2 separate regions of the Gossypium hirsutum genome follow, and region 1 is linked to region 2. Evidence: chromatin contacts called from public Hi-C data. All regions are on one chromosome and are shown on one strand. The core of a region is the stretch at or near the end of the contact, and the rest is flanking DNA. Distances in the headings are between cores, read along the strand shown.

The links. A called contact is a pair of places that touch in the nucleus more often than the background predicts.
Region 1: a Hi-C map of hypocotyl shows a contact between it and region 2, with 3 times the contacts expected there. The contact joins the promoter of LOC107909868 here to the promoter of LOC107909927 in region 2. A contact is called at or near these places in 7 of 34 Hi-C or Micro-C datasets (callus, hypocotyl and leaf).

The regions. Positions count from the first base shown.
Region 1 is chrD02:53,210,805-53,216,316 of Gossypium_hirsutum_v2.1, reverse strand. It overlaps LOC107909868, which reads right to left and starts at 3,616. Exons shown (of 1, transcript XM_016837557.2): 1 at 2,831-3,616. The coding sequence starts at 3,373. The coding sequence ends at 2,981.
Region 2 is chrD02:53,021,321-53,026,451 of Gossypium_hirsutum_v2.1, reverse strand. It overlaps LOC107909927 (1-aminocyclopropane-1-carboxylate oxidase homolog 4), which reads left to right and starts at 2,365. Exons shown (of 3, transcript XM_041088795.1): 1 at 2,365-2,974; 2 at 3,203-3,590; 3 at 4,241-4,714. The coding sequence starts at 2,538. The coding sequence ends at 4,489.

The DNA.
Region 1 (5,512 bases), core at 2,367-4,866, 190 kb before region 2:
TTAATGGCTGAACCAGCTTTTATTCAACTTGGGGCTTTTTCCATTTTTATTTGACATGGGATTGTTTATTCAGAGAAAACCCAAAATTCCTATGTTTGTTAATTTCCTATTTGATCTGGTTTCAGGTAAAAAAAGACAGAAATGGCAAACCAGCTTGGAGTTCTTAATGCGTTGGATGCAGCAAAGACACAATGGTACCATTTCACTACAATTGTGATTGCTGGAATAGGTTTCTTCACTGATGCTTATGACATTTTTTAGTATCTCTCTTATCACAAAATTGCTCGGTCGTATTTACTACTTCGATGCACTTTTTGAAAAGCCTGGAACTTTGCATCCTCATATTGTAGCTGCTATTAATGGTGTGGCCTTTTACCGAACTTTAGCTGGACAGCTTTTCTTTAGTTGGCTTGGTGATAAATTAGGCCGAAAACGAGTTTATGGACTCACCTTGATGCTTATGGTGATCTTTTCCATTGCCTCTGGACTTCCCTTCAGAAAGCCTTCAGATAGTGTAATGGCAACCCTTTGCTTCTTCAAGTTTTGACTTGGTTTTCACATGCTACAGTCATTGCAGTTCATCTTATTATATAAATTTATCGACAACCACTTGATTTTAAGTCTTAGAACATTAATTTGTCGGTGAAGAAGACATACCTGAACCCTCCATTGAATCCTCTTTTATTTTTATAGGTGAATAAAAAATTCTGATGATAATAGCTTTCTTAGTCAACTGAAAAAGAAAACTAAAAAAAAAGTAGATGAATGGTTTTTTAACTAAAATTTAGGGTTTAAAAATTTTAATTAAATAAATTTATTTAATTAAAAATCTATTCTCATTCCATTAGAAAATCCAAGTTGGCACTTAAAATTTAGTTGGACTGCCACGTAGAATTACCGTTAGGGAGATAACGGAACTTAAACGGAAGAGTGATCACTTCGTAACAAAATAATAACATAAGTGACTAAAACGTAACATTTCAAACATAAGTGACTAAAATGTAACCTGAAGCAAACAAAATTGACTATTTTTGTAGTTTACCCAAAAAATATTTATGTTATATATTACTTTTTGAGTTAAAGCTAAAATCATTTAAAGAGTTTAGGTCGGTTCCAGCTCGGCCTTGGTAAGAAGAATTCATTCATGAGAAGAAAATGAAATCACAGACATGATCATCAAGTCAGTATGTAATAGAAAAATGAGTTTAAGCTTGATGGAGGACCCCATCACGATGTTTTACTCTTAATGTTTGATTTTTGAGTTGGTAATTATTTTTCACCAAAAAAATAAAAAATAAAAACATAAGATGAATAGCTCTTTAAAAGGACAGCCTCCTTCAAGTTAATAGGCACAGGGCAAAAGATCAATCCCTTAATAAAAAAAAGGACCCATTCTAATAAAAAAAAGGACCCATGAGAATGGATCCTTTCTCCCTCCTAACAACTAGTTTTTGTAAAGGATACATCCCTCTTACAATTATATATTCTAAACTTAAATACAATTTTCACCCAAAAAGCAAGAATGAAGAAAATTTCATTAACGATTTATTTGTTTTCATCTTTCTCTTGTATTGCATATTTTTGTAGGAGCTCAACTCTATATTTTAGTAGGCTTAAACCCTTATCTAAATAGAAGTGGAGAGGTCCTAGTTCAGCGTTGAGATTGTAATATGTCAATCCAATACTGTATTTTTAGATAGTCTCCTCTAATATTGATTTTTTGCTAATATGTAATACGTGATACATGCAATTTTTCCATTTCTATTCTACCCTAACGTGAAGATGCAAAGTGTTATGTTTGTCGAAGATCTAAAGGTGAAAGGCAAAAGCATATAAGATAAAAGGTTAACAATAATATAATATATATACATATATATATTTATCTTTGGCAATAGACCAAATATTGATTTCAAAAGAGAATGATGGCCAAGCAAATTTAACCTAATTTGAGAATGAAAAAAACAAAACTTACATTAAAAAACAATTTAAAAATAAGTGGAACTTGGCATGAAGAAACTCAAAAGGAAAAATAGTAAGTAGAATCCTATAAAAGAAATAGTAATGTTTTTAAGGAAAGAACTGAGTAAAACATTAAAATTATAGAATCGTTTACAAGGACACAAGCTGATTCAAAGATGAAAGATTTGATTTTTTATATCTAAAATACTTAAAAACTTATATTAAATTATTTGGATATCATTCAAACAAACAAATATTTAATATTAATCTAAAATCAGCCTCAAGTTTGTCCATTTGGTATGACATGCATTATAGAAGCAAGTTCCCTATGTTGGACATCCTCCAAATACCCTTTCCCTCTTTTACCACTTACCACCAACCACAATGGACAGATTTTAAGCCGCAATCTCCAACACCTCAGTTCACATAGTGATGCTCAATTTCTTTCAACTTACTAAACCCATGTTCGACCACCAAATTCCTAAACCTGCTACTTATTTTAATGGAACAAACTAGAAAGCACCAAAATGACAACATAAAGAATAAATTCCTTAGATCATCCTGACATGGATTTGATGCTTCTAATTACACATCAGGTTCTGAAAACAGTCTGATTGAACAGTAACAACCTATGAACTTCAGCCTCAATTAGTATACACAAATGGCAGGCACTGAACTCGATAATATGAATACTACACCCACTCCCAAATGATAATTAACTTGTTTTACTTAAAAATTGCAGCTACATATTACCAAAACCTCAATTGCAATTCAAAAAGTAGCCATCATCTATGTTGAATCAAAAACAAAATCATAAGAGAGCATAATTTTAACCAAAAGCCTAACAAATTACAACTTGAGAAAACAGAGATTAAACAATATGACCATGTAATTCTTGTAAGATAATAAAATCCTTCATAGTAGCCAAACACAACAGAGAGGGAATTCTAAATTTAAAACATCACAACAAAAAGTGTAGCCCAAACACAAGCGTTGTAAAAAAAAAAAGCACTTATCTCACTCAATCCCGATTTTTAAGCCTCTCAAGGCGCTGATTCAACTGCTCGACCTTAACAACAAGGCCAGTAACAGAGTAAAGAAGCCAATAGAAAAGGAGAGCGGCGGCTATGAGAAGCGCGTTGCGTTGGCTCTTCATAATGGATTTCTGGTGACGGAGATGCTCGGAAGGAGTACAAGAATCGCCCTCACAGCTAGGCCGTGTCTCGTATTTCCAGTAAATATCCATCAGAAGGAAGAGGCAAAACGGGACCACCGACAAGAAGGGTTTGAGGAGGCCACGAGTGACGGCGATCAAGCCCTTACGGAGACCGTCGAGGCCAGGTAGCGTGAGGAGGAGAACCATGATGGCTTCTGCACCCGCGGCGTAGCCAAGCACTACCCATTCTAGCGCCATTTTCAGTTTGGGGGGGATTAGATCTGATATGGAGGAAGCGGAGGTGGCTTTAGGGGTTGGGCGGTTTAGAATGTTCTTTGCTTTGCCTCGGGGGAGGTGGGCAGAAATGGAGAAAGGAGGGACAGGTGGAGTGTTGTGGCATTGTGTGTGAGGAGCAATAACACATGGCTGCTTAATAAGGATTTGGGGTTTTATAAGATTCGGATTATTAGGCCCAATTCAAGTTCAAAGGTTAAGGATTTGGGCCCTTTTAAAGACTTGCCAAGTGTACCATATTTAAAGGAAGAAATACTGGATTCAAGTCAATAACTTTTGGATTTATAGTTGACGTAAATGTGGGTGAACAAATACATATAATAAAAGGAAACACTAACACTGCTTTGGAGTCAAGCTCAAATCCTATGTTTTTAATCCAAGCAAAACGCTATTGATTCAACAAGCTGAGCATCCAAATGCCCTGTCAAGTGGCTCCTTCTGCCACAAAACCCGCATCTTGGCGAACGTGAAAGCTGCAAAAAATCATCAGCAAAAGCAATAAGATGATCATGATTGAAGTCTTTGTGTTGCCATACCCATAGAGAGGTGAGGAGTCAATTCCTAGCGCCACCGAATCTCCCATCAAAGCAACCTATTATAAAACCAGAGAGAGATTGATTGTCAACACAGACAGAAAGCTTGTCCCATATCGATCTTGCCTTAAAGCAATGCAATAGTACGTGCTCAATATCCTCCGGCAACCTGTACCGCTCACATGGATACCCTTCCAATCAAGCAACACATCGCACGTGATAAAACTTGTCAAACACCTCCAGCGAAAATCTTTCACCTTAGGAGGCAAGTCACAATTCCAAATGCTTTGCCAACACCCCGTAACAGACAGATTCGGAACAGCAGTAAGCTATTAACATCCACCCTATAGCCCGACTTCACACTCTACTCATCCCATTAGAAGGTTTGAAATACTAAGCGGAAGCTTTAAACTTCTGTCCACATCTGAAGGTGCAAAGATTCCTCTGATAACAACATCTCAAGCCGTTCCATCAAATTTGCAGGGGTGAGATATGCATGTAAAGAAGGACGACTAGCATGATAGAAGAAGATATGCATGTAAAGCAACAGGGTGAATAAAAGTTGTGATTTAATTCATACTTACGATTTTCCCAATTTCAATTAAATCTTTATATATATATAAACCAAAAATAAACATACTTTTACGTGGAGGACCTAATTTTTGACGTATAAATAGCTTAAAGTTTTGTCATGTATTATATCATTTAATTTTAGGGTAAACTAACAAAATAATCACTTTTGTTTACCTCATATTACATTTTATTCACTTATGTTTGAAATGTTACGTTTTAGTCCCTTACGTTAACGCATTGTGACATTTTAGTCACTGAGCCATTAATTGCCATTAATGGTGTAACGGTAAGCTAATGTAGCACGTTAAATCATCATTTCAAATAAAAATTTTAGGTCAAATTATACAATTGGTCCCCATATTCTTTCATTTTGAGCAAATTTAATTTTTTTTCTTTTATGTTCTTTTAACTTTCTTTTTTTTTCTTTATTTTTCATTCTCTTCTGCTTCTCCCTTTGTTTTCCTCCCTTCTCCATCTCTTTTAACTTAGTTTTTCTATGTTTTCCATTTGTTAAAACTAGTCCCTATACTTTTATTTTTTTGAACAATTTAATTTTTTCTTTTTATTTCTTTATTATCTTTTTCTTCTTCTCCTTTAGTTTTAACAAATAGAAAACATAGAAAAACTATATTAAAAGAGATGAAGAAGGGAGGAAAACAAAGGAAGAAGTTGAAGTGAATGAAAAAAAAAGGAAAGTTAAAAGAACATAAAAGAAAAAAATAAATTGCTCAAAACGAAAAGTGTGAGGACCAATTGTATAATTTAACATAAAATTTTTAGTTGAAATGATGATTTAACATGTCACGTCAGCTTACCGTTACACCGTTAATGGCAATTAATGGCTCAATGACTAAAATGTTACAACACATTAACATAAGTGACTAAAATGTAACTTGAGGTAAACAAAAGTGTCTATTTTGGTAGTTTACCCTTAATTTTATATGTTTTTTCTTTCAAGAAACAATTATACGGTTATATGAAAATTGTTTGATATATA
Region 2 (5,131 bases), core at 1,116-3,615:
ATTAATTTTTTTTAAAAAGAGTCAAATTATTATTTTTTAAATGAAAACACTGACTAAAATGTGAAATTTTTAGATATGGCAAGTCGTATGACAATTCACATGTATTTCATGCTAATTTTTTGAATTTTTATGAGTTTTTTATATTTTTTATTTTGAGTTGTTTTATTATTTTTTAATATTTTTGTAAATTTTAAATTATTTGCTAACGTGACATACAAAATAAATAGTGCTATGTCAGTATGAAGCACATGTGAATTGTTACACAAGTTACCATGCCAACATCATTAAAAAATTAATGTTCCAATCAACATTTCAACAAAAAAAATTATTTTACTACTTTTTAAAAGGTGAATGACTAAATTTAGCTAAAAATTGAATAAGGGTCAAATTGACAAAAAAATATAAACATTAAAGGCTAAATATATCATTATGCTTAAAAATAATTTATCTTTTTAGGTTAACCCACAACTTAACCCCAAAATTATAACAAAATTATTACTTTGATACCTAAAAATTTTAATTTACTTCACTTTAGTACCTAAAGTTTCTAAATGTTATATCTATTATTCCAAGACTTAGATCCATTAAAAAATGTTATTACGGCACGCTTATAACATGCCATATCACTTTATTTTTTTCGAAATAAATTTTAAAAAAAAAAGTAGCAAAAAGAAAACGCTAAATTAGTTATATATGCTAACAAAATTTAGAGAAATAGACTGTTTTTAGAGAGTGTATGAAAGTACGTCTAGCTGAGCAGCTTTCTGCCAGTTGGCAAGAAAGCACGCCCAATTGGACGCGTTTTCCCTTTAAGTTGTAATTTTTGACTATTTTAATGCAATCAATTTTTTTGGTCAAATGGTTAAATGTTAGTGGTTTTGTTCTTAAGTCCTAAGTTTGATTTCTCTCCCACTCACATTAGTATTTTTTATTTCATGTTGTTTTAAGTTTTATTATTATTATTATTTTTAATTAATATTTTTAATATATCAACTTCCTTAGTTAAATGTTTAAATATAATAATTTCATCCTTAAGATCCAAGTTCAATTTCCCTTTTCTAAATATATTTGTAATTTTTATTTTTAATTAATAAATATATTATTTTTAATTTTTTATTTTAATTAATCTTTTTAAATATTTTTAATTAATAACTCTGTTATTCATAAAATCAAATAATAAATATCATTTATCATTATGTTAAAAATATTTGAAATTATAACTCATTTATATATAATATAAACATCAACTAAATTTTTTGATATATAATATTTATATGTCAAATGCATGTATATTGTGGGTATGGTGATTTCTAATATTATAAAATAAAAAATTTATTTCAAATATAATTATTATTTTTATATGTAAAATATTTAAAATATCATTGTTTTTATCTACATTATGTGTATGACATTTCAAATATTTTTATAAGTGAAATATTTCAATTAGTTATTTCAAATATCATTATGTTTATATGTGAAATATTTTAATTACCCGTACAAAAATATAATACTAAAATTTACTACACTCATAATATGAATTGAAAAATAAATATCACACATATAAAAATTATATTTACTAAAAATAATAATAATTTTAATAATTATTTGATTTTATGAGTAAAAGAGTTATTATTTAAAAAGATGAATTAAAATAAAAAATTTTGAAAACAATATATTTATTAATTAAAAATAAAATAAAAAAGCTTGAAACAACATGAAATAAAAATTACAAATGTGTTTAGAAAAGGAGAATTGAACCTGGGTTTCAAGGATAAAATTATTATTTAACCATTTAACTAAAGAAGTTAGTATATTAAAAATAAAAAAAAAGGTTCAAAACAACATAAAATTAAAAATACAAATGTGAGTAGGAGAGGAATTGAACCTAGAACTCAACGACAAAACTACTAACATTTAACCATCAAACAAAAAAAACCAATTGTATCAAAAAAAGTCAAAAATTGCAACTTAAAAGGAAATCGCATCTAGTTGGGCGCAGTTTCATGTTCTCTCTTTAAAAACGAATTATTTCTCTAAATTTTCAAAAAATCGACCTATTTAACTAATAAACTTTTTGTTTTTGGCATATATGGACTATTTGACCCAAAAGAAATTCAAATTATTTTTAAAAAAACATGCATAAAATTCAAAGAAGGAAACATTCATAAAAATAGAAAAAAGCAAAAAATAATATAGATATATAAATATCTATGGTACTTTTTTTCCTTTGAAATTTTGCTTCCTTTAATTTTATTTTTTTATAAGATTTATTTTTTAAAATTACATTTTTATAATTTTAGCCTCAAAATACTGTAAGAAATATTTTAATTTAGCAATATATCATGTTTCATGTGTAGTCCTAATATAGTTGGTGTGACCCAGGATGGAAAGTTTGAAAGAAAAGACAAGGTACGTGGGGCAGGCAAGTACAATAGCGTGGAGATGTATCTTGCTAATTGCTATTTTATAAACTTAGTTCTTAAGTTACAAATCTTCCTTCCCACAGCTTCACTTCATTTGTTAGCTGAAGAAAAAGAATGGCGACAACTGTGGATTCCGGAAACCAGTACGATAGAGCCGAAGAAGTAAAAAGATTCGATGACTCAAAAATCGGAGTAAAAGGGCTAGTCGATTCTGGTCTCACCACTATCCCTCGCATCTTCGTTCACCCACCCGAAACTTTATCCGACCTCAAACCCAAACCCAAGTCGGTTGCCATACCCACCATCGACCTCTCGGGGACCCGTTCGACGGTCGTGGAGCAAGTAGCCGCTGCATCTCGATCATTTGGGTTCTTTCAGATTGTAAACCATGGAATTCCCGTCCAGGTTCTTGACCGTATGATCGCTTCCATCAGAGCCTTCCATGAGCTGCCCACCGACGTCAAGGCCAGGTTCTACCGTCGTGACGCCGGAACCGGTGTATCCTTCATTTCCAACGTTGACTTGTTCCACTCTAAAGCGGCTAGCTGGAGGTATCTTATCCATTTGTGTTTTGTGGAATTGGGTTATCTTTTCCTCCCAATTTTGATTGATATATTCGTATCAATAGTAGATGATAGTGTTTGGCTTTGATTGAAAATTAGGTATTTTTTAGAAGAGATTCAAGCAAAATTAAAGAGCAAAACAAACCCAATTTTGACCAAAATAATTCTGGATAGGATTCACACATTGAAAATTGAAAATTTTGGGTGAAATGATAGGGATACACTCCAGATAAGACTAGGACCTACTCTCCCGGAGCTTGAGCACATTCCGGAGGTTTGTAGAGACGAAGTGGTTCAATGGAACTTACATTCGACAACATTAGGAGAGCAGCTGATGGGGTTATTGTCGGAAGGGCTGGGATTGGATAAGGATACCATCAAGAATACTACATGTTTGGATGCAAGAGTAATGGTTGGGCACTACTATCCATGCTGCCCCCAGCCTGATCTGACTGTGGGCATCGCATCACATACAGATCCGGGAGTGTTAACTTTGTTGCTGCAGGATCACACTGGTGGGCTGCAGATTAAGCATGAAGGGGAGTGGGTGGATGTCAAGCCTGTTCATGGAGCTCTTGTTATAAACATTGCAGATATTCTTCAGGTAAGGCCTTTTAGAGGCTGAAAGCCTAAATTACAACATTAGAGAATAAATTTTACATTATTGAAGTTCCATTGGATAGAATGGTAGCAGTTAGTTCTGCTTTCAACTTGGAGAATTGATGTTTCTTACCCTCCCAACATCTGATTGAAGCATTGCCCTTTCAAATTTTAATAAATTGAAAACTTTTAATTTTTATTACTTTTTAATAAAAAATTGTAAAAAATATTAAAACCCAAAAAAAATCATGAAAACTTATAGAAATTCAAGAAATCAATAAAAATATTAAAAAATTATATTTCAACATAAAATATAGAACCATCCTTTTTGTGATTCCATTCAATTTAATCTTGTGGTCGAGCTGAGTTTGATCTTTATATTTTCTACTACAATATTTGCAGAAGAATGGTTTGTGATAAATTTTACATGCATCTAACCCTAGGGCAATCAGCCTGTAAGTGAGAAAAATCAACTTAGCTATAAGATTAAATCAATGTAGCTTCTCGTCTGAATCAAGCCGGGTGAATATGCATTCTACTAAAAGTAAAATATGAGCCTAATAGAAGTTGAAATATTGTTGTCTTTGTAATTATTGGAACTGCTAATGATTTTATTTGTTGCTACGAATGGTGGTGCTTTGCGGCAATTTCCAGATAATGTCGAATGATGAGTATAAAAGTGTGGAGCACAGAGTGCTGGCAAATCCTTCCGAAGAAGCCCGAGTATCGATCGCTGTTTTCTTCAACCCAAGTGCCAGGGAAGCCTTATATGGACCATTTGCTGAACTTACTTCACCAGAGAAACCAGCCCACTATCGTCAGTTTATATATAATGACTACATGAGAAGGTTCTTCACCAAGGAACTGGATGGGAAAACTTTGACAAATTTCTATAAGCTGTAAGAGGATATATATATACATAATACTTTGTAGCTTTTAATGTAAGACTATTATGCAATATTAGACTCTTCTATTTTTATGGCAATGTACAATAAGAAAGTTGGATAATCGTAGTTTTCACATCACCATACTGTGTTTCTGTTAGTGATTGAAGGTTATGGTTGCTAGTTGAAAATTAATGTCCTATGAGTTGAAAGTAATAAAAATTTTATGGTTATTATTAGCAAACACCTGCCTTTCCATCTGCTCTGTTACATCTTTTATGGTTTTTTTTTTGTTTTTTTAATTGGACATCAGCATTAACAACACTTTCTCTAAGACTACTGTTGTTGGGTTCAATTCAATTCCTCACAAACAAAAATGTACCACCAATAAACTAAATACTTGTCAAATTACTACCGTTGGAATTATAAGCAAACTGCAATAAAATAAAAGGAAAAAGAAATAAGATAATAATTTATTCATAATATTTAAAGTTTGTATTTATAAACATTAAGAGTTATACATCTTCTTAATAGACATCTGAGTCTTAAAGTTGAACCAACATCTTATTCTAATGTACATCCACTTTATGTAATAAATATATTTATAGCACTTTTCTTTGAATACTCATTGATAGATAATATGTTTCGTTAAAACTTTAAC